Regions from separate parts of the Sus scrofa genome. Here region 1 is linked to region 2. The links are chromatin contacts, called in public HiChIP or PLAC-seq maps. All regions are on one chromosome and are shown on one strand. The core of a region is the stretch at or near the end of the contact, and the rest is flanking DNA. Distances in the headings are between cores, read along the strand shown.

Evidence for each region. HiChIP or PLAC-seq counts read pairs in DNA pulled down with a chosen protein or histone mark.
Region 1: an H3K27ac HiChIP or PLAC-seq map of alveolar macrophages shows a contact between it and region 2. The contact joins the promoter of LSM3 here to the enhancer-like site in region 2. A contact is called at or near these places in 1 of 5 promoter capture datasets (fetal skeletal muscle), 26 of 47 Hi-C or Micro-C datasets (adipocytes, adipose tissue, alveolar macrophages and 16 more) and 2 of 2 datasets of contacts at active chromatin or transcription factors (alveolar macrophages and skeletal muscle).

What each region holds. Positions count from the first base shown.
Region 1 is chr13:70,346,065-70,349,930 of Sscrofa11.1, reverse strand. LSM3 (LSM3 homolog, U6 small nuclear RNA and mRNA degradation associated) reads left to right here and starts at 1,251. Exons shown (of 4, transcript NM_001244928.1): 1 at 1,251-1,328; 2 at 3,389-3,499. The coding sequence starts at 1,308. It overlaps XPC (DNA repair protein complementing XP-C cells), which reads right to left and starts at 1,090. Exons shown (of 15, transcript XM_021069376.1): 1 at 893-1,090. The coding sequence starts at 995.
Region 2 is chr13:70,104,062-70,108,138 of Sscrofa11.1, reverse strand. It overlaps SLC6A6 (solute carrier family 6 member 6), which reads left to right. Exons shown (of 13, transcript NM_001319102.1): 9 at 2,998-3,135. Among named protein-coding and RNA genes, the nearest start is that of SLC6A6, 28 kb to the left of the region's middle. Within about 2 kb of position 2,693, at least 2 of the 83 cell types and tissues checked have an H3K27ac peak or open chromatin away from gene starts, as enhancers often do. A contact at or near this core is called in alveolar macrophages and retroperitoneal adipose tissue, where this site is marked.

The DNA.
Region 1 (3,866 bases), core at 2-2,501, 240 kb before region 2:
ATCATACAGGGTCTTGTAGGCCAAGGTGAGGAATCTGGAGGCTGTTATGCCAATGGGAAGACACAGAGAGTCTGAAGTGGGAGCATGGCAAAATCAGATTTTTTTTTTTTAAGGTACTTTGCGCTGCAGCACAGAAAACTCCTCCAGGGGGATGAAAAGAAGTAGGGAGACCCGTAGAGAGGCAACTGCAGTCGTTCAACTGAAAAGTGATGGTGGTTTCGACAGGGTATGTGGCCATGGAAACAGAGAAGTGGAGAGATTTGAGATATGGTTTTGAGGTTAAACTGATAGGATTTGCTTTCTGAAGGACTGGATGTGTGTTGGAGGGAAAAGGAGTTTGTTTTAACAAGTGATGAAGGGGTCAAAGACTGATATGGGGTAAAAGTAAGAAAGGGATAGGTTTAAAGGGGAAATCAAGTGTTTTGCTTTGCGCATGACAAATATAAGCAGCCTACTCGATATGCACGTTGTCAGGTGGGATCCAAATCTGGGACTCTCCACACACCACAGCACTCTAAGTCTTGGTCCCTTCGTCTCGTGGCGACACAACATAATAGCAGTACCTTTCACATATTCAGCCCCCTGCTTCCGCCTGCATCCTGGGGGCGAAAAGGAGCAGAAAGAGGCTACGCAGAGGAACTCGCGGTCGGCTGGGCTCTAGCGGAACGTCTCAGGGCGCATCACCTCTGGCCAGGAGAGCAAAGGCGCAGGGCCGCCGGGGAGCACCTGGGCACGTGCACACCCCCAGCCTCCCTAGGCCTCCGGAACACCGCCCCCAGCGCAGGTGGGAGGGAGGATGCCTCGCTCACACCTCCAGGAAGCCGGCCTCCTGCTACCCCCACCCAAACCTCTTCCACCCTCCCTACCAACCCCAACTCAGCCTGGCTCATACCCGCCTCCTTCTCCTCGCGCCGGGCTTTGCCCTCGCCCTTGGCCTTCTGGCCGCGCAGTTTGCGCCCCCGCGGCGCCCTGCCCGCCGAGCGCTTTGGAGCCATCTCTGCCCGGGCAAGACTCGCCTAGAGCGTGACGCACCGCGTCTCCGCGGGACGCAGCTCGCGCGCGGCCCCGCCCCCAGGCGGTGCAGGGCCTGGTCACGCCCCCTCCGGTAGATTCCCGCCTGCGCCCAGGCTGAAGCTCCGCCCCAGCCTCAAAGGGACCAATGCAAGCTGCAGGAAGCAAGAAGCTGTAAAACCAACCTCTTTCTACTTCCAGTGCATAGAGTCCTCACGTTTCCGGAGACTGGGGTGGGCATAGGGAGCAGCTCTCGTGCCCTCGCGAGAGGACGGAAAGGGCGCAGGGTTTGAAACATGGCGGACGACGTGGACCAGGTGAGTATCTTCTGAAGAGTTCGCTCTGGGGCGGCTTCTCCCTGTCCAGGCCAGGGTGTGCCCAGCTTTGTTTACCAGGGTTGTTTTCCCCAAGCTCAGGGTTGCTTTTCCCAAACTCACGAGAAAGTGGCCTGTCACGCCGCCTCTTTCTGGGTCATCACGGCCTTAACCTGCCTCTTGGTTAACCGCGCCCCCTCCGAATTTTGCCTCAGGCCCTGAGACCTTTGTTGTTCAAAACCCTCCTGAAAATTAGTTATTCCTCACTCTTCTCACTTCCTTTCTCTTGAGTCTCACGTTGATTTGTAGAATGAGAACCATTATCCTTGCCTGCCTCACGGAGCTCTCGGGATTCTGATAGAAAGGCTAATAAAACATTTAGTGGGTTATTGTCATTACTGAGCGCAACAATGATTACAGGGTCTACAAACACTAGTGAGTATCACCTTTGTATAGTTAGAAACCTTTCTAAATACCAGGGACATCGGCATTGACTTGGGAGATACCTGCCCAACTTGGGGCTTATATTCGAGGGAGCACAGATAACAAGTAAACATAAATATGCGAAACATATGGAAACTGTGATGTGGTAGGCAGGAGACAGGGAGCTGGTATTTAGAATAACTGATGGTCCTTCAGGCTTTCTCACCTGCTGTCCCGTCTTCTCCAAATGCTCTTCTTCAGATGTTTTTGTGGATTAGGCCGCAGCTTCAGCTGTTTACTGAAATCTCACCTCATATCAAAGAATAGGTCTCTGGCCACCTGCATAAAATGCACTCTCCCAGTCTGCCTTATTTTTCCTCATAGCATGTTCTTTGTTCATATTGAGTATATGGTTCCTTGTTTAATGTCTGTCTCCCCCAGCTAGAATGTGAGTCCCTTGAGAGCAAGAGTCTTGTTTTGTTCACTATTCTGGGTTTAGAACAGTGCTGGAAACACTCAACAAATATTCATTGAGTGAATTAATTGGATGGTCTGGGAGGCCTTTTGAAAAGGCAGTACTTAAAGCTACAGGATAAAAAGGATGGACAGTGGGAGGTAGGTCTCTGTCATGTATATATTCTTACAGTATTATGATTACTTACTTATATGCCTTTCTCCACTAGAATGAACTCCTTGAGGGTAGGGACTGACTCCTGTATCACTGATCTAGTAACTGGCTAGCTGGTCTTTAACAAACATCTGTTGATCTGGAGATGGAAGCAGTTGAGGTCAGGATTTCCTTTCTCTTTTTTGCATCTAGCCCTTTAAGGCTATAGAGACTGTAACATTCAGTCACCTTCCTCCAATGACCCTATGTAATCCCCGAAGCAGCTCTCCTTAAATAATCTTATCAACTCACCCTTCCCTTCAACCATCCCTTCCACATGGACCCCAGTCATCCTAGCCATCTTCATGAAGGGAAGATTGTGGCTTCCTCATTTTGTAAACAAGGAAACAGAATTAGAGATGGTTTTTAAACCCAGTTCATGAATGTCAAAGTCAGGGGTTGAACCCACACTGCCTGACTCCAAAGCCAGTGCTTTCAACCAGTATTTTTCTATACTGCCTGCTAAATATAATCATCTTACTGGCCAGATGGCACCCTAAACTCAGCCTCTCCTGCACTGCACTCATAATCTTTCCTCAAACATTCATCTCCACTTAGTATGTGGTAGTCATTGTGTATGTTCTTCCAATTGCTAAATGATAACATGAAAGAAAGATGAAGACCCTGAGACAGTAACTCCCTATACCCTGAAATGGGGTCAGACAGTTTGGATTTTGAGAGAAGAGAGTGCAGTCATGATTATTTTGTTGTACAGCTCCTTTCTGTGTAGGTATGTTTCAGCCCTCATTTATCCAGCACTTAATATACGCTAGGCACTGTTCTAAGCCTTCATATATGTATTTTAAGCCTCACAACAGTAGTATTAGGTAGGCATTCCTGTTACACACATTTTAAAAATTAGTAGACTGAGGCATAGAGGGGTTAACTAACTTGCTCACAGTCACACAGGGCACTGCTGGTTCAGAAACTTCACTCTCTAGAACTGTATTACTAAGCCTGTTTCTTTTATCAGCAACAAACTACCAACACTGTAGAAGAGCCCCTGGATCTCATCAGACTCAGCCTGGATGAGCGAATCTATGTGAAAATGAGAAATGACAGAGAGCTTCGAGGCAGGTTACATGTGAGTAAATTTATTAAATCACCTTGAAATTAGATTATTTCCTCAATGTTGCTCCCTAACCCCACCCCTTGGAAATGTAAAAACTGTCCACTGTGAAAGAGTGTTTTGAATAGATGAGGAGGTGGAAAGTCACCTGTATTTCTAAACACCAAATGAACTGTACTTTATTCATATGTTTAACACATTTTTCTCTTAATGGAAATATGTCTACTAGAGAACATTTTCATTTCTTTCATTTTTTCCTTTCTGTTTATTTGTAAATAAGATTTATTTGTCCTCCATTCTTATTTAAATGTTCTTTAAATTACTGACATGCATATAAATTTGCGTTTTCTTGTGAAAAATTTTACACAGGAATACGTAGAGT
Region 2 (4,077 bases), core at 1,444-3,943:
GCAGGGGCTCAGGCTGCCTCATAGCGGGGACCTTGTGAGAGGCGGGGGCCTATACCCCTTCAGGAGAGGGCATTGCCCACCGCCAGTTCAAAAATGTGTCTCCAGGATTCACAACCAGGTCTGAGAAGGTCAGGCAGCAGAGAGGAGACGGTCAATTAGCAAGGTCAAGAGCAGAGTGAAGGATTTGGCAAAAAGAGGACCCGGATTAGCAGAGAAGACAGAAGGAAAACATTTGGGAGACTGAAAACAAAATCCTCGTGTGGGTGTTGATGGGCTTGAGCTGTGTAAACAGCAAGAGGCTTCCATCAATCATTCCTAGTTAATGAGCTTGGCCTTCTGAGGCCCCAAGCAAAAGGCTTTTTATAACTTCTTCCAGAGCTCCAAGGGAAAGCAAAAAACAAAAACAGAAAGAGGTTAATCAGTGACAAAGTGTGGCATCTCTTTGGGCCCACATGGGCCTCTTGGGCTGTGAAACTGCTTCCGAGTGAGCGGAGGTGGTTATTCATTAGACTTCTCCCTGGGAGGCCAGGGGGCCCTGGTGGAGGGTGTGCGGCTGAGCCAGGCTCACCATGGTCCTCACATGGGGGGCCTCAGTGCTTTCAGAGCCAGCCTTGCAGGGAGCTGGCACTCTCCCGAACCACCATCAGCCTGTTGGCATGCCGGGAAGGGGCAGGGCAGGATTGGAATCCGGGAAGTTGGGGCCTGGGCGTAGTTGGGGACCCTGCTCTGCATCTTTCTGCTCCGTGAACTCAGGCACATGGCAGGGAGGGTTTTGCAGATGCCATTGACCGCGTCCACAGCACTGGCGGTGACAGGGTCAGGGCAGCTGTGCTCCAGGCCAAGCCTTGTGTCATGGGTGACAAACACATGCCATGCAGAGTTGACCATCACCACCATTTCTAGGGGCCCCATTGAGCCCATTAAGTCCTCTCACAGTCTTACATCACTGTCACCATCATCCTTCCCCAGAACATTCTCATCCGCCCAAACTGAAACTCATTAAACACAAGCCCCTCCCTTTTCCTTCCCTACCCACCAACCCCACCCTGGCTTTTTGGTTCATCAGCTCCTGCATCCACACACTGTCTCGATGCCTGCATAGGCTCCGTCCCCAGAGCCCAGAAAACTGAGGCCAAGACAGCACCAGACCTGGCAGAGACTACACACCGCTGGTGAAGGACCAGAGCCACTGCTAGTTGGTCTTACCGCTGAGTTTCCCCCCACATGGCTTCCTCCTGAGGCTGTGCTGAGATCCACAGCCAGTATCAGGCAGGGATTAGAGGGGGTCCTAGCCTTTGGGGAGCACTGTGTTTGGCTGAGGGGCCATTGTATTGCTGGCCCCATCCTGGGAAGAGGTGTTGGGGATGTCACCTCCCAACAGCAAATACCATCAGCAGCCGGCCTGCCCAGGGAGTGGGGCACAGTTTGTGAACAAATGGCAGGAGGGGAAGAGAGCTGGGGGCCCCTCCCCAGGTACTCACCCATCCCAGCCCCTGACACTCCTTAACAGCGGTCACCTAATTGTTACTTTACTCTCATCATGTCACATCTTTCTCCCATCTGCTGAGTAGGCAAGATGCTTCCATTTTACAGAGAGGGAAGCTGAGGCTCAAAGAAGTCTGGGTCACATGGCTGTGAAGGGAGGGAAGCCTGGGGAAGCTGGTTGGGGGCGGTGTCCTCCAGCAGTGAATGTGAACTTGAGGGGCTTGTGCTGGAGTTGGCCCTGATTCTCAGTGATGCTGGATCTTCCTGTCCTTAATTTTCCAATCTCAAAAAAGGAAAGAACCAAAAAAGGGGGGGAGGGGGAAGAAAGAACCTTTGTTTTTAACTCTTCCTGAAGCTTCATGTTAGAGTTGCAGGGGGTCTGCTGTAACACAGTTGTGATTTAGACTCAGAACCCCTTTGGCTGACACATCAGTCAGAGCTCAAAGCACCAGCCCCCTGTTGTCTTTGGACACCTTCCAAAGGCCTCTTGACCATCTTTCCCCTGGTGAGGAAGAATCAACTCCCCGGCCCCTTTGGGCACATGAAAGGCACCGGCTCCTGTGTGTTCCTAATTCCCCTGGGACAGGCTCAGAGTAGCTGTTGGCCATGTCTTGTAGGAAGGCTGGGGAACATCCTGGCCCAGAGCCTCTTCCAGATGAAAGAGCAGAGGGGTCCACTCTTAAAGGCATCAGATGGCCTCTGAGGCTGTGCAGGTTGGCAGAGCAGTTTGGCTGTTGCCACCCAAATTAAATGCATCTGCATCCCTTAACCCGGAAGTTTACGTCTAGACTGTGCTACGGGTTCTTGTGCACAGGCTCCCCAAGACAGATGTACGGGAAGAGTCCTGCTCAGATTAGCAGCCTCAGAAGCTGGAAACCATCCGCAGGCACTGGTTAGATCCATGATGAGCTATATCCACAGGCTGGAGCTTTACACCCCATTTAGGAAATGAGGCAGCTCCATGTGTCAGTGTGGAAAAACTTCCGGGATAAATTGCCGGGTGCAAAGTTTTAGAAATCTCACGAGTCACCCTAGAATGTTGCCTATGGACAGGCCTTTTCAATGGGCTGTTTCACCTTTGGGATCCCAGGGCTGTGTGCCTGGGGTCACAAGCAGCATTTGGCTCACAGTCACGGGCATGTGGTCATGTGCACACACAAGTGTAAAGTTCTCCCACAGGCCCATATGATCCCCAAAAGGTTGAAAACCACTGGGTGACTCAGATGGGGAAGTGAGGCCCAACTTGGCTGCGGCCTGTGTTCCTGGCCCGGCTGGGCACTGGAGGGCCCAGAAGTGAGGGAGCACCACCCTTGGCTTCAGAGAGGACCCAGACCAAAGTGGGAGGTTGCCATGTCAACACACATGCCAGCGAGTGTGCTGGGGCAGCGGGTCAGCACGGGTCTCAGAGCAGTGGTCAGAGACGGGGAGACGTGGAGAGCTCACCGGGCCTGGACGCCAGGGTGAGGCCTCCTCTCTCGGCTCTGCCACTCACCCCTCTCCTTTCCTCCCCAGTTTGTTGAAGTGGAAGGACAGATCACATCCTTGGTTGATCTTTACCCATCCTTCCTAAGGAAGGGTTTCCGCCGGGAAATCTTCATCGCCTTCATATGTTGCATCAGCTACCTGCTGGGGCTGACGATGGTGACGGAGGTATGTGGCTCTCCCCTGGTGCCAGTTACCTCCCCTGGAAGGACCCTTGATGCTCTAAATATGTTTCAAAGATCCCTGGAAAGCCATACCGCCTCCCTGCTTCCCTCACCGCTGGAGGCAGTGGCTAGGTGATAGGACCAGGCTGGCTGAGCCCAAACCTCCTGCTTCAGGGGTCCCGCCCCACCCAGGGTTCAGCCCACGCTGGGGACACTAGGACCCAGCAATTGACCCAAACACCCTGCCCCACTGCCCTGTTACCATGGCAACTTGGTGGCCACCCACTGCCCTCTGACCCTCCCTCATCCCGGGAGGACTGAAGAAGGGGTGTTTCTGCTGAAACCCACTTTAACTACAGCTCTGTCCCACAACTGTGTGCTGTGGCCCCTCTCAGGCCTGCAGGGAAGAGGGTAATGTTCTCCAGGGTCAGCACAGCCCTCCCAGTAGGCACTACAGGCGCAGTGCTGGGGCCCATCTGCTCGATAGGAAGTGTGTACACTGGTCAACGGGCAGGCAGGGGCCATTAAGATAGAAAAAGATGCAAAGAGAGGAAGGGAGCCAGAGTGCCAAGGGCAGCAGTGGCCCAGCGTGTCTAGGAGAAGCAGGCCAGGGAGAAAAGGCTGTCGGACTAAATAATGTGAACGTGTGAGCCTGGCCTGGGCCTTCTCTCCCACACCTCTCCCCATACACTCCAGCATAGGGTTGCTTTTGCCCCTAATTCAGGGTTTTGCAACAGCCATTTTCCTTAGAGAGGTAAAAACAAATGCTTTTCTCAAAGTGTCTGAAAGAAACACCCCCTGAAAGGCAGATCACAGGTTCACTCACTGAGCACCTGGACCTCACGGAAGGCTTTGGTGTTGGCCACACTGGGCTTTAAGCTCCTCCTTTGGAAGCAGCCTTCAGTGAACCCATCATTTGTGGCTAAACAGGACATATTTCACTTTC